2 separate regions of the Danio rerio genome follow, and region 2 is linked to region 1. The links are chromatin contacts, called in public Hi-C maps. All regions are on one chromosome and are shown on one strand. Each heading gives the region's core, a stretch centred on a gene start, on an enhancer-like site or on the middle of the called end of the contact. The rest is flanking DNA. Distances are from core to core; before and after follow the strand shown. Region 1 holds the start of ube2z (ubiquitin-conjugating enzyme E2Z). Region 2 holds the start of atf4b (activating transcription factor 4b).

What was found. A called contact is a pair of places that touch in the nucleus more often than the background predicts.
Region 2: a Hi-C map of hematopoietic stem cells shows a contact between it and region 1, with 4 times the contacts expected there. The contact joins the promoter of atf4b here to the promoter of ube2z in region 1. A contact is called at or near these places in 1 of 18 Hi-C or Micro-C datasets (hematopoietic stem cells) and 1 of 4 datasets of contacts at active chromatin or transcription factors (embryo).

Annotation. Positions count from the first base shown.
Region 1 is chr3:22,333,370-22,339,876 of GRCz12tu, reverse strand. It overlaps ube2z (ubiquitin-conjugating enzyme E2Z), which reads left to right and starts at 3,119. Exons shown (of 7, transcript NM_001002330.5): 1 at 3,119-3,845; 2 at 5,296-5,368. The coding sequence starts at 3,457. atp5mc1 (ATP synthase membrane subunit c locus 1) reads left to right here. Exons shown (of 5, transcript NM_213028.1): 4 at 105-292; 5 at 375-694. The coding sequence ends at 489.
Region 2 is chr3:22,935,390-22,942,113 of GRCz12tu, reverse strand. It overlaps atf4b (activating transcription factor 4b), which reads right to left and starts at 2,821. Exons shown (of 3, transcript NM_001103192.2): 1 at 2,668-2,821; 2 at 1,468-1,866; 3 at 1-1,363. The coding sequence starts at 1,768. The coding sequence ends at 387. prr15la (proline rich 15 like a) reads right to left here. Exons shown (of 2, transcript NM_001003478.1): 2 at 3,493-4,694. The coding sequence starts at 4,677. The coding sequence ends at 4,345.

The DNA of each region.
Region 1 (6,507 bases), core at 1,870-4,369:
TTCACCTATTTACTCTGAGAGAAGTCAGGGAATTTTGATATTTAGAATTTTGTTTATTGCTTTTGTTGCACACTTTAATTTCTTGCCTCTTTTTTTCTCTTCAGGCAGCTCTATTGCCAGTCAGTGAAGCAGCCCTTCTTAATGTAACTCGGGGCTTCCAGACCAGCGTTGCATCCAGGGATATCGACACAGCAGCCAAATTCATTGGCGCTGGTGCTGCCACAGTCGGTGTGGCCGGATCTGGAGCTGGAATCGGGACAGTGTTCGGCAGCCTCATTATTGGCTATGCCAGGTTAACTGAGCTTTAAAATCAGGCTCTTCTATTTAGTTTGTTTGCATATGTAGTTTGTCTAATCACTTTTATCAATTTGCAGGAATCCCTCCTTGAAACAGCAGCTCTTTTCCTATGCCATTTTGGGCTTTGCATTGTCTGAGGCCATGGGTCTGTTCTGTCTGATGGTGGCGTTCCTCATCCTGTTCGCCATGTAATCTGGATGTTTTGTCTTCAATGCGGTTCGACTCCCTCAATCAGGAGATTGGAACTCTGACACACAGCATAGGCCGTGGCATTGCCATTCCAACAAAACTACAAGAAACTCTCCTTTTTATGTTCCCCTGTACCGTTTTTCTCTATCTGAACGTTTTATGTAAGAACTCCCTTCACATAAGACCATCTGAATAAATGGTTGAAATCCCTATTGCTCTTGTGCGTTTTGTTTCTCCTAAGAATGCAAACACTCCTTGGCTTTTTTTATTTAACTAATTGAATTCACGTTTATTTATTTTTAGATTTGTTGTCATTATGCAAATATCATCAAAGAAAGAACTTACTGATTGTATTATACATTAATACCTGAAGACCACACAGTGGTTAAATGTATAATATGGTCTTGATTTAGACAAACGTACAGTTATTTACGTGCACATTGGTGCTTAGTTTAAGGTACACTTAAGTTCATTTTAGTTCAAAGAATAATTTAGATGATTTGTGCATATGTACGTGATTGAATCACATGGTAAAAGATGGATACCAGAATTACTCTGGTAATTGCCTAGATCGTAGGTCCTAAACCATTCCTGGAGGGCCGCAGCTCTGCACAGTTTTGCTTCAACCCTAATCAAATACAGCTGATCCAATTGAGTGTTTAAGACTACTAGAGAGGTATGAGATGTAGGTGGTTAGAGCTAAACTGTACAGAGATGCGGTCCTCCAGCAGTTGAGTTTGAGACCACAGGCTGGTGTCCTGCATATTTAAGTTCCAAACCCCAATTAAACACACCTGAGCCAGCTAATCAAGCTCTTTCTAGGTATACTAATTGTTCCAGGTAAGTGAGTTAAAGGCAGTTGAAGCTTAACTAAGCAAGACACCCGCCCAGGGAAAGAGTTTGGACACATACACACTTTTTTCAAATTATGCTGTTAATTTTAGATGTATCAAATAACATTGTACACTTTTTCACAAATTTCCCCCAGCAGCACAAAACAATCTTAATTTCCATTGGATTTTTTTTTTTTTTGTTTGTGGTTTTTTTTTTCTAGCACAATTTACTGCAATTGGTAATCAATTGTAAGTTTAGCACAAATTACACCTAGAAGGTGAAGATGATGCTCTCGTAGTTTGGCTGATAGTTAAACTAATAATCACTGATCAAATATACTAATTTCTGCTGAAGGTGAAGTTAAGGTAATTCTGTGTATTCTCACTGCTAAATTATTTGAGTTTTCACCGAAAGCTGAATTCACCTTAAGTTGTTTCTAACCTTAAAAGGGATGGTTCACCCAAAATTGAATATTTACTCACCTGCCCCTCATGTGGTTTCACCCTCAGGTCACTCTAGCTGCATGTGATTTTTCATTCAGTCCAATTCATTTGGAAAAATTCCACATTTGCCTCACTTGTACATTCGTCCCACCGCCTACACCATTCCGGGAAAGTGTCTGCTGAACGCTCAATCTATATTCAACAAATATATAATACAAACTTTAATATTTTTGACAGTTAATGTTGTAATAAAAATGAATCAATCACTGCAGGAGACCTTTATTAACCAGCTGTTGATTAGCTCACAAATCTATTCATAGAGTTGTGAGCACTGTATTGTGGATGGATGAACTGTATTGGACTTGTTTTGGATCCTAGATACAAAACAGTCATTATCTGCCATTGTACAGCTTGAAACTGTCAGAAGCTATATTTTTATATCTTCAAATTGGCTAAAAGAAGAAAGTCACACAGATGCTATGGGGTGAGTAAATAAAGGGCTGATTTTCTTTTTAATGTGAATAAGGGTTTTTCATCTGTTGAACATGATGGAAAATGATTTCAGGCCTGTAACTGGCCTATTGAATAGAGTGTTTTTTTTATTATTATTTCTGAATAAGTGGACTTTTTTGCAAGTATTCTTCTCGATTTTCTATTTAATTATGCGTTTTACTGGCATTTTAAGAACTAATCTTTGATCAGCTTTCCGGATGGTGATCGTAACCGTTGTTAAAGTGCTTACCATAGTAGGCTATTTTACTAAGAAGCTTTTATTTTCAAATTTATAAACCTGTAAGTTAATTAAGATTTATAAATATTGTTATGAGATTAACATTTAAAAAAAATAAAAAGAAATATGGAAAAAGTTGTTAATAATTTATTATTATCCATAATTTAAAAAAAATATATATAGGAATCTAGTAAAACTTGTTTAAAAATAAAAACTATATGGTCAAATAAAAAATGGCCAGCTCATTAAACTGTCCTTAGTCAGAATTTGGCCACTTAATCAAAATTATAATTAAAAGTTAAATGTGTCTAAAAGCCGCCGCCTTTCTGTACTTTCTACAATTTATGATGGCGTAGTAGTCAAAAATATGATGTTGCCATGGTAACAGAAATAACAACGTAATCTGAGACTAATAAAAACTTTGGATAGTTTCCGTAAACTGATATAGATGAAACGCTTGCAAATGTACGCGTCTCGTGCTAACTTTTACTAATAAATTAACCAATAACTATTATAAGGCGTGTCTTACGCCTGACATCGTGTGTATGTCGCATGTTAAATAAATACATTATAATTCTTCACAGGAGTGCACCACTAGACGACGCTGTTTCCACCCAAACGAGGAGGAAGTGAAGAGAAATGAAACAACATTTATAAACAGGCCTGGCCGAGCGAGGAGAAACTACGTTTACGGGCGTTTAGACACTGTTACTCATTGATGTGAACGTTGAATGCTTCGCCGAACACTGCTAATTCGTATAAAACGTTAAACTTAGTTCCTCCTTTGAGATAGGTCGTTATAATAGTTGAGGTCGGAAGAGGGAAACGGGAGAATATGTAGGAGTTATTTCTCGTCCTGCCCTCCTCCACTTGCTTCCGAGCGAGGAGAAACAGAAACTGCAAAGGAAACTGATTGAACTGACAGCTGGTCAAACAGTTTGCGGCTCTTCGGTCTCATCGGCGATGGCGGACAGCGTTACGGAGGAGGCCAACGGTTCCGTGGGGGCGGCGCAGGGCCACGGAGCGCAGTTGTCCGCGAGTTTGGGTAATTCTATACCGGGGCATTCATCAGCCTCACCGCCTCCGGCAGACACCGGCCTGGCTGTGGTCGAGCCCGGGATGGCGCATACCATCACTCCGGCCGTGGAGAGCGGGCTCGGTGTGCTCACCCATGCGGTCAGTTCCACAGTCCCCGTGGCCGTTCTTCCATCCCTGCCGCCCGGTATCGGTTCTGGAGTCCCGGCCGGAGCGGGCCTCCTGTCTCAAATTCACGCCACCTCCTGGGATCCCACGTTAAGCACCGACTGGGACAACGAAAAGGCGTCTCAGCAGTGTATTCTCCGAATAAAAAGGTAACGATAGACTGTCTTGAAGTGTCAGAGTTTGTTTAGGGAAATTTAAGAGAAGTTTTATGTCAGCCTCTTTGCGATTGAAAAGTAAATATTAATGCTGAATGAACTTAATCGATTCAATTTGTAGCTGTCATTTTGTGCTGCTGGCATGGAAATAGTGGACCAAAGCAATAACACATTGTTAAACATTTTTAGATTTTTTATTTTGATGGAACGTTTACTTAATAAAATTTTATTTCAATCCTAAATATACATGTCTTGGTTAAGCCTTTAATAAAATGTTGAGGAATTTAGGTCAAATTAATAAATAGTGATAACCTTAAAATGAAATCATTCAAAAATTTATTGTTATTATACGAAGTTGTTTTTCATTCTAGTTGGGTGTTCTCTGCAAGTCAAAATGTGTGAGGGCTTAATCTTTTATTGTATTGATGCTTTAAAAGCTAAAGTTGTACATTTAATTAAGCAATGTTATTTTCAATAAACCATATGCTTTGGAACTTTCAATTCATCAAACACCATTCTCTGCTGTTGGATAAGGAGATATTTAGGCTTTGAGCGTCCAGAACACAGCTATATAAATGTGAGAAATTATTATTAATTATATATTTCCATCTTCGATATGGATTGTTTACTTCCATAAACCGTGGCAAATGTATAAATAGTAGACTTTATAATATATGTGTAATTAATTTTTTAAAAAGCAATTGAGTTATGGCAAATTAATAAATAAGACTTTAAACAGTAGTCAAATGGCATTAAAATATTATAAATATGAAAGTTTTAAAAATAAATATATTAATTGTTTAAAGTTAAGTTGTTGTTTTGTTTTTTCTAATTCATTTACATCTTAGTTGTGCACACCTTTCTTCAGTATTAATGGCTGTTGCATACAAAACTGAACATTAAACACACCAATAGTAACTTACTTTATCTGAGTGCAAAGTGTGATTCAGACATCCACCCAACTAGTTATCACTACATTTTGCATTTTAAGTAGAGAAAAAGATTAAGCCAACATCAAGTCCATCTGTACTACCTTGCATGCTGAAACCTTTTTAAGCCCACTGTTACAAGCATATTTGCAGATTAATTTGTTGTGGGCATGTTGCTTTTGAGACACAGTGAGTGTTGCCACTTTTGGGAATTGTCACTTGGCAATGACTTTGGCCTGGGCAATATTTTGATAGATGTCCCCAGAGGACTAATAATGGAAATGTGGACACAAAACCAATGCACTCAGTTACAGCCAGTCAGTTTTGTTTATGTGCGGTTTGACTGTGTAATCCAGGCATTTATTGATCTGATGATTTTCTTGGCATGGTATATATGTGACTTCTGTTTCCGTCTCGTGCTTTGATAAAAGTGGAGGGTTATGTGACGGATACTTGTTTACTGGAGTAATTTCTCAGTGTTGTTAGTGATTCTCTGTCTTCTTTCCTCCATTTAGAGACATTATGTCCATTTATAAAGAACCCCCTCCAGGTATGTTTGTGGTCCCAGATCCCCATGACATGACTAAGGTAAGCAGCAACATTTCAGAGACTTGCACAGTTAGTGGTATTTCATCATATCCCACTTTCTTATGCACTCCCTCCATCCTTCCTTCTTTTGTTATAATATTAGTGAACAATAATGCTTTGCACATGCACGGTTCATGCATTGTTATCAATGTGCATTACGTTTACACTACTTATTCAGTTATAAGTTTAAATAATATAAGGGCAAAATTAAAAAAAAAAAAATTAATTATTCATTGAAGTCTGCACTGATTCTTTCTGTGAGCTTTTCAGTATGTGATGATCAAATTGTTTTTAGTTACAAGATTTTGGGGTATATAAACACTTCTGTAAATCAAAATGTGTGCCGGCTTAATCTTTTATTGTGTTGATGCTTTAAAGGGTAAAGTTATACGTTTAATTTAGCAATGTTGTTTTTAATAAACCATACTCCTTTGGGGATGTCCAGATTTGATTACCTGATCGGAAATCAGGCTCGATCACACTCTGAGTTTTAGACTTTGAATCAGACGTTACTTATCTATATATATATATATATATATATATATATATATATATATATATATATATATATATATATATATATATATATATATATATATATATATAGATAGATGGATAGATGGATAGATAGATAGATAGATTCTCATTATTTTTAACACATCTAAAGTTATGCGGTGGAACAGAGTTAGACATCTTTCTTAACTCCATGCAAAAAAAGGCAACGTTTGCGGCATGACATCACTTTGTTGCAGATGCGCTATTGGTTAAACGCCGGCAAAGTAGAACACGGAAGCAGCTTGAAATGGAAAGCACAAGTATGGGGTAAAGTCTAGATACGATATAGCTGCGGATACACATCAAATATAGCATAATTTTTGTGACACTGTATTACACTAATTAATATTTTTACAGTACTGTGACTTTAAGGGTAGAGGTTTAAAAAATTTATTGGGTAATTTAATGAATAACAAATAATTCTCAGTACAACTACTGTTTTTACATTACTGTGATGGTTGAGTTTATGGTTGGGGTATGAGAAGAGGTTAATAAAATACTGTTAATGGGAAATGTATTAAGTAATATAAATAATTCTTGTTAACTTCCAGCGCAACCATATCTGATCTAGCAACAACCAATAA
Region 2 (6,724 bases), core at 1,572-4,071, 600 kb before region 1:
GGTCCATACAAAAACAAAATTCCTAAATAGATAATTCAGTATGTGTACACCAAACAATTTCTATTATTAAATCGTTGGGAAAGGTTAAATACAAAGCATTTCTACAGCATCATTTTAGGACTAAACATTTTTAATACACAATGCATTATATTAGAATACAGTGCATAGGATAAGATACACACGACTAAAAAAATACAAAATATAAAGCTCTGTTGATAGCTGACATGCTAAAAAAAAAGCTTTTCTATTTAGAAACCGGGGAAGAAATCAACAGTTTTTTTTTCAACCCTTCATATAATACTTTCTTTTAGGACTAACATTCATAACTAGCATTCTGCACTTCAGGCTATGCTAAACCGTCAATTTTGCTCAGCTTCTGAGTCCTTTTATGTTCTCGAACTTCTGTTCTCTCTTGCCCTCTTGACTTCTTCCATTAGCTCTTTCAGGTACTGGATCTCCTTTGTAAGAGACTCAGCTTTTTCTGCCAGCTCTTGATTTCTCTCCTCGAGCACTGCACATTCTGACAGGAGCGTCTCTTGCTCTGCACGCTTTTTCTGTCTGTAGCGAGTTGCCGCAGTCTTGTTCTGTTCCATTTTCTTCAGCTTTTTCTTCTCAACCACAACCTTTGAGCCACTGGCTGACTTCACTCGTCCTGTAAGGGTAGGCGACTCTGACTGCTGATTTTTGGTGGTCTTAAAATCGTGGGAAAGGTAGGGCTTTGCTCTAGAAGAGCGGGACGGAGGACAGGATGGGGTTTTGGGTTCAGAGAAGGTTGGACTTGGGGAACTTTCCACAACCACCTCACCTGAATGGGTAGCCATTGCATTAACCTCCTCTTTGGGAGCAAGTACAAAAACAATGCGGGTCGGGGACAAAGAGAGGACAAATTTAGGAACCCGCAACTCTACAGGGGATGGACTCTGAACTTCTGCTATGTCCACCTCGCAACCAAGCTCAAGAGTGTCAGTAGGGGACTCAGGGGGAAGGACTGAAGGTGAAGGGACTGGAGAGGCTGGTTCAGACTTGATCTCAAACTCAGCCTGGGGCTCAGGGACCACCGAGGAGGAATCTAAGATTTCACAAGGGGATGGGGGAATGAGATGTGTAGTAACTGGAGTATTCAAAGTGAATGAAAGGTTGGAGAGTTGATCAATTTCAGGGACAGAGGCTGATGGAGAGGGTGAAGTATTGTCAGAAGCTACAGGCAGGGACTCCAGGTCAATCTGTGACTCCAGAGAAGCAATGAGCTCCTCAGGAGAACTGGGTGGATCCTCAGAATCATAAGAGTCTATCAAAGACTCCAGATCAAACTCACTCAGATCAATTCGTTCTGTCATCCAATCCATTCCACTAAACGAATGATCTGAAATAAAAAAATTAATTAATCTCACAACTGAATGCCATAAAATGCTTATGGAAAAGTATTTACAAAGAAATGATGTACGTTTTCAAATGTCTACACCTCACCTTCACCACTGTCTGTGCCACGATTATCTAGGCACAGCTCATCTGAGGGTAACCAGGGCAGAGACACCGGATCAAGCCCAGCCTTCTCCCCCCTCTGAGGGGAGGGAGGAGTACAAGGTGGGGAAAGAGAGGGAAGTGAAGAGGAAGAGAAAGATGAGAGGGGTGATTCAGCACCTCCAAGAGGAAGAACCTCTTCATCTTTATCTAGAATTGACCGCAGAGGGTCAGCCATCGGTGATGATGGGTCCCAGAGAAGGACCTCCATATCGTCCAGGCCAAACCGTGAGCTCATCAAAGACATGGCTGTCTATTTCAAGTGGAATCAGAGAATCTTCTACTGAGAATTCAAATAATTTCGTGCTGTCGGGTACAGCAAAGATCAGAGTTGCCACAAAGGACCTGTAAACAAAACAAAAAAAGTAGTTATTCTCTTATATAACATGACTTAAAAGAAAACTAAATAAACAGACTCTAGGAAAAGGCCCACAAGTTATTTCTGACTCATAATCACACCATCAGCCCACACCCTTCTCTACCCATATATGGGCATTTACCACGTGATGTTCTTTGTCACTTCCAGTCAGCAGACTAGCTTCCATTAATAAAAAAACAAATACAAATATACCCGAGTCAAGTCACGTTAGGCTACTCTTTTCATACAACACTAAAATTAGGTGAACACAAACATTTTTGGTAAAAACATAGTTCAACGTCCTATTGCTTTATTAAAATGGGCAAATCCGCCATTTCAGGGACTCGCCGCTCCCCTTTCAGGAACGTGCGCCATTTTATAACGAGCACGCAATAACAAAGAATAATAAATTAAACAGTCCCACTCAATTTAATTGAATTCACCATTATCTGAGAGATTTGACACTCATTTACTAAATAAAACATATACGTTAAAGTGGATTTTAAAGCAGAAATGACTATAAATTCATCGAATGATCTTGTCATTGTCAGGTTGACACATGGCGCGCTAAACCCGACTCCAGACGACATGTAATGACCCCATTTTCACAGAAACCATTTACCATGATCTATTATAAACATAATATGAATACATTGTTTGACAATCACGACTAAAATAAACTGGACACATTAATGCTTATTTGGCTGAACTTCTAACGCAACACTTCCGTCTCGCCGGCTACCAGACACGACGTAACATTTTAAAACAATCAAAAAAATTATACTTACGCCATTTTGATATAAATGTACTGAACCAGTGCACTATGTTGATGCACTGAGTTGTTTGCGCGCTGTCTACAGGCTGCAGTTCACACGGCCATTTCGGCGGAGAGCAGAATCGCTCGGCTTTCAACAACAATCAGCTTTGCAAGAGAACGGATCTGCCGGCGACGACGCGTTTCAAGTTTATATAGGACGCAGTACCACCCAGACATATCCTTCCGCCGGAGCGTTTCGTCTTGTGTTGTTGAGCACAGACAGCATATAGATCCATCACTTTTTATCAGTTTTGTATAATTTTGAGTTGGAAATTTAACCTTTAACAATTTTAGATCAGTTCAGAAATATTTTATGATTATTTTGTGATCTATTTTGAAGTCATTAAACTGACATGGCTTGGCATTAAGTGTATTGTGGTGTACTGTTTTGTCAAGTATGATAGATATCAAATAAATATCAACATTATATGTGTATATCGGTATCAATAAGTGACCAATAGATTTCGTGAGGACAAAGTCAAAACAAACACAAAAGCATGTATGAGTCATTTCAGGGAAGGTCGTCTGCAATTTCCGGAAAAAGTTGGTTTTATCGCCCTCTTCTGGTACAAAAACTAAAAACACGAGTTTTGCCTCGGAAATATTGTTTTGGAAAAACAAAAAAGGAAGATCGTTGTTCTTAGCGGTTGACAAAAATAATTAAAGGGATAAACTACTCGAGTAGAAACAAAGGAGAATTGGAAGCCACTTCCAGGAAGGTCAAGTTGTAGGTAATGTTTCTTAGGCTTTTACATAGAAAAATTCAAAAGAAAAAATACAGAATAAAAGATAAATCCACATCTTGAAAGCAATAATTTATTTTCTACAGAGGTATATTTGAAACAATGCATACATTTGTACAAAACTAAGTGTTTAATCACAGCTAAGCAAACTATTAAATTAGACATTGTGCAAATGTTTGACCATTTTATTAAACAAAAAGCAATTATAAACCCCCTCCATTTTCAGATTACATTTTATAAAATCTCTGTACAATAAATAGCAACCAAGATTAAAAATCTAAATGAAACCCGACACAGCAACACAAGAGGCTAAAATTGTGTATTATAGCAAGAGAGTTATTATTCAGAATATATATTTTGGTCTATTCAAGCAATGATGACACTTTGTTTTTATTTAGTTTTTCAAAGATACCAGCAATCTATGTTTAATATAATTACAGTATAAATTTGGAATAGACATTACTAAAAAACCTTTTAACATTGTAGCACAATGCTTGTAATAATTTTTTAATATGTTGAATCACAAGTGCTCTAGCTGCAACTGATTCACCATATAATATATAAGAAATAATCAAAGAATAACCACTATCATTACTGACATCTTGTGCTGCTATATGATTGGTTTGATTCCTTCTCTTTGCTAAACATTTGCTAAATGTCAGCCTTTCAAGGGTCGACCACAATGCAGTGGTGCTGTGTGTATCTGTGAAGAAACCTGATCTTTGGGTTTGTGCATGTCTTTGTTACCAAACATCAGTATAGATCAGTCATTAATTCAGCGATCCTGCTCTTGCTTCAGGCTCAGAGCTTCAGGCGATTGTAAACGGCAGAGGACGTCAATTGGAAGAGTGCTGGCCCTCTTGAGCTGCTTTACACACACATGCTAGTGTGTTTACACAGCGACTCTATTTTCCACTTTTATTGTTCTCATTAGCTGTCGTTTCGGCCTCAGGGAAAAGCTCAGGGTTTTCTGCTAGAGTAGAGCGGATTCGTTTCTTCTCTTTAAAGCGACCTGAATGCGAGACTTTCACATGTCGCCCCTTTGTTGCTGTTTTGTCCACAATGCGCTCCAAGCGGGCATTAAACTGGCTGTCTGTTGCAGCATCAGTGGTCCCAGATGCCTCTCCGCCATTGCTGCTGTGGTCTCCTGCGATTTCATACAGCACTTTTGGCTCCGATTTCTTTTTTCGCAGGAAGGTCAGTTTCCACCAGGCTGGGGCAGGTTCTGCGGTCGCCATTGTGTTAATGGCAGTTTCTGCGAAAAGGACAGAATGAGAGATATATCTGTGATTAAACACAAAAACAGCAGGCCTAAATAAGAAAGGGAACATGTTGCTTTTGTTTATTAGAAGACGGGTAATAAGAATAGTCATAAAGTGTAAACCGAGCTCTGAGAGTGTGAGCTAATGTTAATGTAAGATCTGTTTCTTATATTAGAAGGGACAGCCGCTAATGAATTTTTTAGTGTAATTCAATAAGCACCATATGGTAGAGGTATGCTAGGTTTTAACTTGTACAGATTCAGTTACAGGCCTCATGTTTCGCACACTGATCTGCAGCTATATGGCAGTAGGATGGAAATGCACAACGTAGTTCATGCTAATGCTAAGGAGCTTAGCTGCTACTTTTTATGTATTGGTTAATGGATCAATAATATTGGAATAATTTTGGATTATTATTAGCATTGGAATAATAAATATAATTAATGTTGTGAAATAATATGATTATTATCTAATTTATTCCTGTAGTGTTAAAGCAAAATTTTCAGCGTTATTACTCCAGTCTTCACACGATCCTTGAAAAAAATCTTTTTAATATGCAGATTTAATTATAAAGAAACAATTCTGATTGTGAATGTTTTTGTGTGTGTGTGTGTGTGTGTGTGTGTGTGTGTGTTTGTGTGTGTGTGTGTGTGTGTGTGTGTGTGACTAATGTTAAAAACAATTCATGTAAGCAGACTAGTTCTGGGGCTCCGACACTATTCAGCCCGTGACCCCTAAAATAACAATGCCAGTGACTCGCGACCCCCAAATTTCTCAGTTAAAAAATATACAAATGTTGCTCACACAAAAATAGGCTTACATAAACACCAACATATTGACAACACAAAAAGTGCAACAGTCTAACAACCATATCATTTTATATTCATTCATTAATTTGTTTAATTTAAGATTAACCTCAACTAATGAGAATGGTAGACACAGTGTTTTCTTGGTTTAATTGTAGAGACCGCCACTCGGAGATAGTCTTTTATGTTCAGTTGTGGCCTGTATTTATTTTTGATATATTTAATTGTCATGAAGGTGTCAGAAAGTTTAACCTGGTGCTATAAAATCAATGTGCTCCAGCTGATGCTTTTGCGGTGTTGTAAATCTAACGTAAACACACCAATCCTATGAAAAAAATAATTTAAAGGCTGATGGCTTTTTATTTGCATGTTGTTGATTTTTACTATTAACTATTGTTTGTATCTTCTGTGGGTTATGGTTAAAATATGCCAATACTAATAGTGTAATAAAATTTATTTGACTTCTGGAAATCACCAAGCGACCCCCTGTCAATGTCCCACAACCCCCACTTTGGGAACCACCAGACTAGTTTATGCATTCATTAAAGAGGCCTTATTTTAATGTGTTACTATTTTTCTTTTTTACAGTTCATACTGCACACATACTGTAACTGGGCCTGTATTTACACTAAAATCAGCATCATTTTGTTAAATGGATCCAACAATATGGCAAACTTTTAAAAACCCAACTTTATATACGTTTGTAAAACTTCCTCCATGCAGTCCTTGACTGAACAAACTCATTGTGACAACTGAGATTTGTGCCAGGCTTACTGTACTATATAACCCAACAAACAATTTTTTTGTTTAATCGACATCTAAACGTAGACAGCTTGGCTAAAACAAGACTAAACTGAAAATCTAATAGACAATAGCTCAAAACTAGACTAGTCGTCAAATAGACAGAATCGACAGACTATAAGTGCAGTCATTCATTTCTGTTTTTTGATGACTAGTCTAGATTTGGCCTATTCTTATACGTTGATTTTCTCAGACAGCGCAAATTCAACCTTGTTTTAGCCAAGACAACTATGTTTAGACATCTATTAGACATCTTTTGAAAGCAAAAAGTGCTTGCTGGGAAGGAGAGATTTACTTAACACCAGAGCGTGCAATCCTATAAAAGTGCTGATAGAAGAGTTCTGTGAATATTCTAAAGATGCAGAAATAAAAGAAACACAAAGACACAACAAATCAGTTTCATGATGTCTAATGCA